Regions from separate parts of the Mus musculus genome. Here region 2 is linked to region 1. Evidence: chromatin contacts called from public promoter capture Hi-C data. All regions are on one chromosome and are shown on one strand. The core of a region is the stretch at or near the end of the contact, and the rest is flanking DNA. Distances in the headings are between cores, read along the strand shown. Region 1 holds the start of BC039771 (cDNA sequence BC039771). Region 2 holds the start of Insm1 (insulinoma-associated 1).

Region 1 (5,343 bases), core at 1,496-3,995:
CTGTTCTCTGTCTTGGCAATGGCTGGTGAAATTAAAGAATTTTGGCTTTCAGTATGCTTTAGTGGTCAGAAAGGATTTTAAACAATTCTGTACACATACACACGAATGTGCGTTATTATAAAAAGTTACTTATTTAGAACCTTATATATATATATTACTGTACAGTTGACTCTCCATACTGGCCAGTTTTACTTGGATCTAATAATTTGAATAACTTTGGATAGAAAATATTTGATATTAGAGAGATGGCTCAGTGGTTAAGAGCATTGACTGCTCTCACAGAGGGCCAGAGTTTGACTTCCAGTACCAGCATGGCCAGTTCACAACCATCTGTAACTCCAGTTCCAGGGGACCTGACACCCTCTTTTGGTTTCTGAGGGTCTTGCACAGACATAAATGCAGTCAAAACACCCAGGCACATAAAATAATTAAAAATGCATTAAAAAGAAAAAGAGGTCTTTATTGAATGTGCATGGAGTTCTGATTTTCCCCTAAGCAGCAGAGCATAGTAACTGGTCATGTAGTGTTGTATTGTATCAGTGTTGTATTGTATCAGTGTTGTATTGTATCAGTGTTGTGTTGTATCAGTGTTGTATTGTATCAGTGTTGTATTGTATCAGTGTTGAATTGTATCAGTGTTGTATTGTATCAGTGTTGTATTGTATCAGTGTTGTATTGTGTCAGTGTTGTATTGTATCAGTTCTAAATCCTCTAGAGGTGGTGTAAGTTGCACAGGAGAATGTATAGATTATATGGAGGGCAGCATTTATGTAAGAGTTTTGGCAATGTGAGTTTTGGTAACTTGTAGGGCCCTGGGACCTGCCTAAGGTTCCTAAGGATGCCAAACTAAGAAATACTTGTATAGTGTTGAGCAAATAGGCTTGGGGTAATGATATTCTTAAGTGCATTAAATGGCATTTTTATTATTTTGGCGTATAAAACTCTGAGTTGGAGTAGAAGTATGGCCTATGTCACCTTGATCTAGAAAGAGAGCAAATATTGTAATCATTTATATACCCCCCTCAGCATTGTGAAGAAACAGAATTCTACAAACTTCAGATCCCCTGTTTGAGTCCAGCTAGGAGCCCAGGTGAGACCTGGCAGGCTCAGAAGCCTGTGGGAGCATTGAGTGGAGGACACGAGTGTGCAGAGGCTGGGCGAGACAGCACAGGCTACACCAACTGTCAAAGATGAGTCTCATCCTGAGGAAGGGGACTCTGGGAGAGATGGAGGGTGCTAGGAACACTTGCCTCTGGAAACTTTGTGATGTTGAGAAAGTCAGCAAAAGAGATAAAATGGAGGATCCTGAAGAAAGCAAAGGGCATCCCAACAGAGGGCAGACGACCCTGAGAGCAGACCCAACTGATAAAGAAATGACACCATTTTAACACTAGAGGGCGTGCTTGAATCAGGAAACCCAGTCAGCCACCCAGGCGCTGCCCTTGCTTGCACCGGATCTAACTAATGGTCAGAAAAGAAATGTGGTGCAAACCCAGGAAGCAGAAGTGTACTAAGCAGAGCTACAGCCTGAAGAAAATAGAGTTTGAAAGTCAAAGCATTTCCCATCATAAATGTTGTTATCATCTCTTAGGTGTAAACACACACACACAATATCAATCTTTCCCCCCCCCCCCCCCAAGGGAGGCTACAGAGAGAACTCTGTGGTTAAATTCTCTTTCAGAGGATCCAGGTTTGATTCCCAGCACCCAGGGAGCAGTTCACAACCATCTGTAATTCCAGTTCCAGGGCGTGTAAGGTCCTCCCCAAGTGTCCAACATGCAAGTGCTGCACAGACATACATGCAGGCAAAACACTCAGACACATAAAATGGTGATGATAATAATGGACTTAGAAAGGAAAAATGAGAGTGGATTTATAGTCCTCTTGTATGTGGGACTTTGCAGTTGTTGTTAACCTTGGGCTGTGGGGCCGAGAGTAGTTTTCCAATAGAGTTGAACAGCAGCCACCATCCAGCCTAGGTGTTCTCCTGGCCACTGGCCCATCAAGATGAAAAGTCTTAGCTATTGCCCCTCAAGCCTATGGGGCTTTGTGTCTACTTGTACCTGCTAGGATGGAAGAGGAATTTTGCCACATTTCTTCTGAGGATAAATTGAAAAGGAAAAGATCCAGTGATGTCCCTTCTGCTTCCTGGTTCATTCTTCTTACATCTGTGAGCTGCATCCTCTAAGCAGTTAGGTTGTTCCGAGGCCACCATGCTATGAGGAAGCCAACCTTAGCCAGAGAGGCCGATGACAAAGTCCGAGCTACATGGAGAAGCGACCTACTGCTTGCCAGCTGCCAGGCCATGCCTCCTCTCACCCCCCAACCCCACATTCTAACTCCAGCTACCATCTGGCCATGGCCTCATCCGACACTCTCAGCCAGAACTGCTCTGCTAAATTCTTCTGGAATTCCAGACCCTGAGAAACCATGGCAATAAGGAAATGAGTATTGTTTTAAGCCACCGAGTCTTGTGGTCTTATTACACAACAATGGATAATTAGGATGAATAAATCCTTAAGGAATAAAAACGAGTTCCAGAGAAAAACAGCAGCTTTACTTAACAACCTTTTATGTTCGTTTTTTGTTTTGGACAGTTCTCGAAGAAGCTGACAGTACAGAACATGTCGATTTTGGAGAAGAATTATGTCCTTCTTTGACTTGGCTTATAAACTAACCTTTCCCCTGAAGAAGAATTGAGATATTTTTAAATGACTTCCTTTTCCTTTTGTCTTTCTGTTTTGTAGCTGGGAAGGTTTAACTCTCCATGGCTTTTGGCAAAAGATGTGGGACAGATTGTTAGAACCATTCACTACGTCCATGCCTGAGACAAAGGTGAAAGGATGCAGGAATCTGTAGTACATTGCACAGAGGTATGACTGATTGGTTTCTTCCAGACTGGATGTGAGATTTACTACTGAACAAAATTCGGTAGGGTATAGGTGAGCATAGTAGAAGCCCTTGGTTATGCAGGGCCCACCACTTCTCCAAGAGGCTGCAGTTGAGGACATCTTTGACTCCATAGCTTGCTGGAACAAACCACTTCTCAGCCGCCTCGTCTTCAAATTCATCTACATTAAACTTAGTGAAGCCCCGCCTCTTTGAGATGTAGATCTTCCAGCAGCTAGGGAAATGGAACTTGGTTCTAGGCGGGTCCTTAATCGTATGTTCTTTAGAATGTGGCTTGGTGCAGATGGATATGATGACCCAGCAGATGTGAACCCTGGCCACTGTGCCTTGGGGCTTCTCAGAGGCATGCACACCTGTCTGGAGCCTAGAGTCGGGACAGCGTTGAGATTAGAGACAAGAATAACTGCCAGGAAATTGTCTCAAAGGTCCCTTAGGAAAGCAGACTGTGTAACTACCCATGTGGGCAGTGCTGGCAAGTTTTGCTGCCAACTTTAGATGCAACCAGCGTGCTAATCCCAAGGAAACACTTCCCTGAGCAAGTTGCCTCTGAGGCCCAGGGAACCCCTTCAAGTTAGGCATCCTCACAGGATGGAGCCTCCGATGGGTAGAGCTTTGCCCTCCGGACTCCTTTTGCCTTGTCTCAGGACAGTGCAGGGGGTTCTGTGGCATTAATTGCTTTAATAATCTCACTTGCTCTCTCAGCGCCGTCTGAATGCCCTCTTGGCTTCAACTTACTTCTGCTAAATAAGTTAGTGTGTAACTTTTACATTCCATTTCACTCTTGTTCTAAGGACGCAGGCATAATTAAGGCAGCTTCTTGATCGAAATATTATGTAAATGACCCCTATTCCCGGTCCTGGTGGGATCCCTGCTTGCCACTCAACGTTGGTTTTACCTTACCAGTGATTAACACCTGCTATAAAGCTAGATAATTACAACTAGCTGATTTCCTCATACCAACACCTGTACCTTCAGACATCTTCCCTGGGGTTTCAGTGGCCTGCTCTCTGAAAATGTCTTTGTCACCTTTTGTCTATTGCTCCAATCTGTTTTCTCCTGCGGGGTCACCAGAGTGACAGGGACATTTGACCTAAGTCGTCATGTCCTTCTCATTCACTTCATTCTGCCTGTAGCATCCTCTGGTGCTGAGGTCCAGTCTCCACTTTTATCTTTGATGAGAAAGAAATCTCTTCCATCTTAAGTGCTGGCACAGGATTCCTCACCTCCAGTCTCAAATTGCCCCTCCTCCAATTTCAATCTCTTGGTCCCAGACAAACCTCTTCATGTTACAGACCAAGAATAATTCCATTTCAATGAGAAAGGAACCTTTTTTTTTCTTTTTTGAAACAAACCATTTCAGTAGCTATCAAACCTGTTTTTCTAAATATGGCCACATCTTTTGTTTCTGTACACTTTTGGATGGTTCAGGTTTATCACAGTCTTATTAAGAGCGGCACCCAGAATTTCTGAGCAGAATGTCAGAGAGTGGCCTGGACTCTTTTGACCTTTAGCTTCCTCATTGTTAATGTTCCATTTTCTGGATACAGTGTTATCAATAGATTGTGATTCCACAGCCATCTCTTGGGTGCCTCAGTCTAGATCTTCCATGGAGCCACAGTCGGCTCATTCAAAAACGAAATGGTTGCCCACACTGACACCAGTCCCTCCAGACTTAATGAGGCCAGTAGGTCAGTAGGTCAGAGTGCCTGTATCTCATATCTAGATCCCAGGCCTTATGACCTAGGAAGGGTTGGATAGTTTTCTTTTCTCCCTTCATTATCTATTTGAGGATATGAGTTTTAGGGTAGAGAATTTTTTATTCTGACAGAATTAGCCATTTGTTTCCAGTAATTTTTCAACCAATGTTGGGCTTTTCAAGTTCAACTCACCTTTCCCCAAATGTAATAAATTATCCCCTTGCCTCACACCTCCTCCTGAAAACCACATCTGTCCCCTTCTCCTCGGGTCTGGAGCAGTTGGCTATAGCTTCCATTCTCTAGGTTGAGTCAGTAGGTTCAGGCCCCTGTCACGTGACCTAAGTATTTCTTCTGCCTCTAGTGCCCTATCCGGATCAGATTGTCAGTGATCAGTGTAGATGTGCAGTCATTTGCCCAGTCCCCATCTGGCTTATCTTTCCATGGTAATCCCCAGCCAGGTTCCTGGGGCTGACTGGCAGCAGACAGTACTTTTGTTTTTCTTTCCAGCCACACCCTCTCTTAGCCAACCTGTTCTGACTATGTGAAATGCCTTTCCCCACCATACCCCAGCCAAAACAGCACCCATCTTTTATGTCCCTGGGAAATGGCCCATGTCTAAAACAGAACTCCATTTGTGTTCTTGTAGTGTCCAGCATAGAGTCTGAACAGAGACAACTGGGGTACTGGTTAAACTGAGCAAACAAATAAATTTCTTATTCTATTTCTTTACTTATAA
Region 2 (5,363 bases), core at 2,280-4,779, 520 kb after region 1:
CGCCCAGCGCGGCCTCGCGGCTTCACCCTTGTTCGATTTCTTTCATGCACTCTCCTTTTGTGTGGAATTATTTAAACGGGAGATCCGTGGCAGCTTTATGCTAATGTGCCGAACAAAGGCAGCGGCCCATGGGGCGGGGAGGCCCGGAAGGTGCCCAGAGGCCGGACTGGGCCGGAGGGGCGGCGGCATTCCGCCTGCGCGTGTCTCTCGCGTGCTCCTGAGACTGACAAGACAGCCCTTCATTCCTGCAAACACAAAGCTTCTGCACTCTGGGTCCTCCAGGACCTGGCGGTGGGCAAGGGACAGTGAGGCGCAGTGCCTTCGAGTCGTGTCCTGTGGGCCATGGTTGGGAGCTTCTGTTAAATCAAGAGAGCAGGCTGAAGCAGAGCCACAGAGAGAATACTAGGGACACTCACCATCACACACACACACACACACACACACACACACACACACACACACACACACACACACACACACACACACACACACACACCTGGTGTCTCCAGAAACTCTCCCTGCACGGCAGAGGACTGAGACCCCCGACCTGTGGGTCTCCTCCTTCTTGAGTGGTCAAAAGCTGTTAGCACAGCTCTAAAGCCACGGCTAAATCCTCAGATTGTACTCAATACCTAAACACCCAAGTTCTAGAAACTCTCAGTGGTCTCAACTTTCGGAGCAGTGCTGGTGGTCACAGTGTGTCCCGATGCTTGCCCGGGACCGCAGCTGCATCCATAGGGATAGATGATGGGAGCGAGCACAGCCCGCCTCCGGCTCTGCAGCCTTAAAAGCTGGTACCCACCTCCCATTCAGCAAGGACAAGAATCGGAGAGGCCCAGGGGACAGGGACGCGTCCATGAAGGGAAAGGAGTCCTTGCTTTGGTGTCCACTTGGGACACTTGGGAGCCCAGCCTCCCACTAACTCCCGTTAAGGCGGAGGCATTATTCTAAATCGCAGTGTGGACATGCAGGCCGTGGGTGAGCTTTGCTCTTCTCAGGGGAAGACACTTCGCAGGAGTAGGTGTTCCGGTCCCTGCAGGCAGCCAAGTTCTGAGAAAATCCTGCATACCTACCACCACTGGTGCTACTGGACTGCACCCGCTGAAGGATGGCTGGTGTGAGCACGTGTCCGAATGCGCAGCCTAAGTGTTCCAGGACTTTCTAAGCTTCCATTTATTTTAACTGTACAGGCGTGGAAAATATTCACTGAATATCTTCCACGAATAGATTCACTGAATAGATTTCCTTGACTAAATCAAGAGCTCTGTTTGAATTCCCTCGAGCAAGGTTTTTTTATCTTTATTTTATTATTTGTTTTTTTTTCAATTGTTGGTCATATGCACCCCCACAAATTCAACACACATACACACCTTCTTTACAGTTATTAGTGGATTTTTTTTTGTTTGCTTGTAAGAACTCACTAGGCGACGAACTCTTCCGGCAGCCTTTTGAATAAAAAGAGTGTTACATACGCAAGACTAAATATCCTGATGGGGGTAGCCCGTCGAGCCCCGCCCCATTATTCCACAACCCAGATGGGATTCGTGATTAGGAAATAAAATTGGCCAAAGCTGTCTCGGAATCTCCCTCTCTCTTCTAATTTCATCAGCAGTATTAATCAGCGCTCAAAAGAGCAAAGAAATAACAGTTATTTCCAGATCGAAATATTAATGGATTGTAACTCATTTTAGTATTTCTAACTTTATAAAGACTAGCAACCATTACAACACTTTATATATTTTTCTCTCTTCAGTTGGTGGTTTTAAAAAAAATCATGGATATAAAATCATAAGATTTCTTTCCTCTGAGTTAACTCACCTTGACAACTGTCCCCATTACAATGTACTACTCAAGTGGATTCTGTTGAAAAAACAAAAAACAAACAAAAAACCAAAACCACTATTTAATTTCCAAGCCAGGGTATTTTCAGAGGGAAACCCCAAAACGATTAAATGCCTTCAGTGGAATTTAATCTAAGTCAAACTCAGCAAAAATCTAGGCTCACTTCAAGAGGGAAAAAATGTTTCTCTCACTTTGAGTAAAGTGACATTTTCTCTACAGCTATGACATTTGATGCGTCTTGGCTATTTGTTCCCTGGTGAGGGGCTTCTTAGGGATCTACTTCTTTCCCCAAGAAAAGAACCTTCTGTGTTTTCTCAGCCATTAGCAGGGAAGAGATCCCTAGACAAGTTGCCGGGTCTGGGTCCAAATCTGGCGTCTAGTGTGGCGTGTGTGTACCAGGGGTGTCCTTCGTTGTTGTCTCTTGCCAGTGGCACGGGAGGAAGCGGCTGGTCCTCTCAGGCTGCAGGCTCCCTCTGAGGACAGATTGGCCACCCCCACCTCCCCACACCCCCGGCAGCACGCGTCTCTTTTGCGTCCAGATTGGCCGCGACCCGCGCTCAATAGCGGGAGGTTAATTTCCTTCACAAAGGTGAAGGGGGCACGACTCCGGGGGGGGGGGGCCCCCGCGCCCAGACAGGCGGTTGCTTTATTCCGCAGCGCCTTGATTGGAGCCCTTGATTTAGCATCTGATGTCAACCCACAGACAAAATGCCCGCTCAGAATGAAAATGCATGAGGCTGCGCAGAGGGTGAAAACCAACTTCACCGTGCGTGGCCCACTTGGGTCAACTCCACAGGCGTTGCCTACGCCCTGGACAGCGAGGAGGCTCCTGAAGCCTGGGTCCGACCCTGGCAAAGATGCCAATCCTCCGGCTTCAGGCATATTAGGGAAAGGAACGTAACTTCAGATATTCAAGTTCCTTTTGGAAGCCAGCCAGCAGGCCAGGGATGCAGCCTCGCATCCGAGGGCGATCGAAAACGTGCTATGCCAACAGTTTCTCCAACTCGAGAGAAGCTTTCGAGGCCCGCCGGCAGGTTGAGCCCGTGAGCCCAGACCCGGCGCTCCGCCGAAGCCCGCTGGCTCAACGTGTTTACTCTCTGAAGCCCGGGTTCCCGCGGCCAGAGCACGGTCGGGCCACTGGCTGTCCGGAGTTGAGTTGCGCGTTCCCCTTGCCGATGATTTTCCATACGACGCGCGGAGCTCCCGCGCCCTTCTCCCGCAGCAGCCGCGGCCCTCGGGTCGCCCCTGCCCCCACCCCATCAGCGCGCCCAATTTCCCCCTGGGCTCCGGCTCGCGGATTGAACCCTCCTGACATATTTGGGGCCATTCTTCTCCTTTGTTGCTATTTAGCTCGCGACCCGCGGGTAATCCTCGCGCGGGAGGGGGGCGCACATTGTCGTGCTGATGGACGGGCCCATTTGGCGGCTCCGCGCCCCCCGGAGGAGACACACAAAGCCCAGGCACGTGCGCCTCCCCATAGAGGAGCAGCAGACCGTGAAGGGAGGCGGGGCCGGGCGTGTGCCTGGGCCAGGCGGGGCGGCGGCGCCGGGCGCGGCGGGGCGGGGCGGGGCGGGGCGGCCGAGGGGCGCGCGCTGGGGCCCCGCGCCCTCAGGTACATCTGCCGCACCTACCGGGCGACCCTCGAGTCCCGGCCCCTTTTTTGCCGCTCCGTCGCCCTCCCGCCCTCGTCGGCGGAGGAGCTGCGGACGCTCTGATTGGCTCTGGGGGAAGCGGGAGGCGAGAACAATGGCCCCCTCCCCCCGTTAAAAGGGAGCGGCGCCCGGGCCCGGGGACAGGGACGCGCGTGCGGAGCGCAGAGCCGGGCCAGCAGCCGCGGGCACTGCGGGAGTCCCGAAGCCGCCGCGTGCAGGCGATGGGCTGGGGTCACTGAGGGCCGCCAGGGCCGAGCACGGAGGTGGGACCCAACCAGTGCGTCGCCCTTTTCACCGCGCCAACATGCCCCGCGGGTTTCTGGTGAAGCGCAGCAAGAAGTCCACGCCCGTGTCCTACCGGGTCCGCGGCGGCGAGGACAGTGACCGGGCGCTGCTGCTGTCACCCGGCTGCGGGGGCGCCCGCGCCGAGCCCCCGGTGCCCAGCCCCGGGCCGCTGCCGCCACCTCCGCCGCCGGCGCTCGCGGAGCGCGCCCATGCTGCGCTCGCCGCCGCGCTCGCCTGCGCGCCAGGCCCGCCGCCGCCACCCCCGCCAGGCCCGCGGGCCGCGCACTTCGGCAACCCCGAGGCTGCGCACCCGGCGCCTCTCTACAGTCCCACGCGGCCGGTGAGCCGCGAGCACGAGAAGCACAAGTACTTCGAGCGCAGCTTCAACCTGGGCTCGCCGGTGTCCGCTGAGTCCTTCCCCACGCCCGCCGCGCTGCTCGCAGGGGGAGGCAGCGGCGCCAACGGCGCTGGCGGCGGCGGCGGCGGCACCTGCGGCGGAGACGCGCTGCTCTTCGCTCCCGCCGAGCTCAAGATGGGCACTGCGTTCTCCGCCGGCGCCGAGGCGGCCCGGGGTCCTGGGACCGGTCCTCCACTGTCCCCCGCCGCGGCCCTGCGGCCCCCGGGCAAGCGACCGGCGCCCCCCGCCGCTGTCGCTACAGAGCCGCCCGCCAAGGCAGCCAAGGCCCCGAGCGCCAAAAAGCCGAAGGCCATCCGCAAGCTGCACTTCGAGGACGAGGTGACCACGTCGCCGGTTCTGGGGCTCAAGATCAAGGAGGGCCCGGTGGAGGCGCCGCGGGGTCGCGCGGGGGGCGCGACCCGACCCCTGGGCGAGTTCATCTGCCAGCTGTGCAAGGAGGAGTACGCTGACCCGTTCGCGCTGGCGCAGCACAAGTGCTCGCGCATCGTGCGCGTGGAGTACCGCTGCCCAGAGTGCGCCAAGGTCTTCAGCTGCCCGGCCAACCTGGCCTCGCACCGCCGCTGGCACAAACCACGGCCGGTGCCCGCGGCGGCCCGCGCGCCAGAGCCAGAAGCCGCCACCAGGGCGGAGGCGCGCGAGGCTGCGGGCGGCGGCAGCAGCGATCGGGACACGCCGAGCCCTGGCGGCGTATCCGAGTCAGGCTCCGAGGACGGGCTCTACGAGTGCCACCACTGCGCCAAGAAGTTCCGTCGCCAGGCCTATCTGCGCAAGCACCTGCTGGCACATCACCAGGCGCTGCAGGCCAAAGGCGCGCCCCCGCCCCCGCCGCCGCCGCCACCCCCCGCCGAGGACATCCTGGCTTTCTACGCGGGGCCCGACGAAAAGGCGCCCCAGGAGGCCTCGGGCGACGGCGAGGCGGCCGGCGTGCTGGGCCTGAGTGCGACCGCCCAGTGCCACCTGTGCCCAGTGTGCGGGGAGACCTTCCCCAGCAAGGGCGCCCAGGAGCGCCACCTGCGCCTGCTGCACGCTGCCCAGGTGTTCCCCTGCAAGTACTGCCCGGCCACCTTCTACAGCTCCCCGGGCCTGACCCGGCACATCAACAAGTGCCACCCGTCTGAGAATAGACAGGTGATCCTCCTTCAGGTGCCTGTGCGTCCGGCCTGCTA

The links. Promoter capture Hi-C pulls out the DNA fragments that hold promoters and counts their contacts.
Region 2: a contact with region 1 is called in a promoter capture Hi-C map of embryonic stem cells. The contact joins the promoter of Insm1 here to the promoter of BC039771 in region 1. A contact is called at or near these places in 4 of 39 promoter capture datasets (embryonic stem cells, hippocampal neurons and stem cell-derived epiblast-like cells) and 1 of 484 Hi-C or Micro-C datasets (granulocyte-monocyte progenitors).

Annotation. Positions count from the first base shown.
Region 1 is chr2:145,698,450-145,703,792 of GRCm38.p6, forward strand. It overlaps BC039771 (cDNA sequence BC039771), which reads left to right and starts at 2,746. Exons shown (of 4, transcript NR_033220.1): 1 at 2,746-2,873.
Region 2 is chr2:146,218,468-146,223,830 of GRCm38.p6, forward strand. Insm1 (insulinoma-associated 1) reads left to right here and starts at 3,530. Exons shown (of 1, transcript NM_016889.3): 1 at 3,530-5,363. The coding sequence starts at 3,799.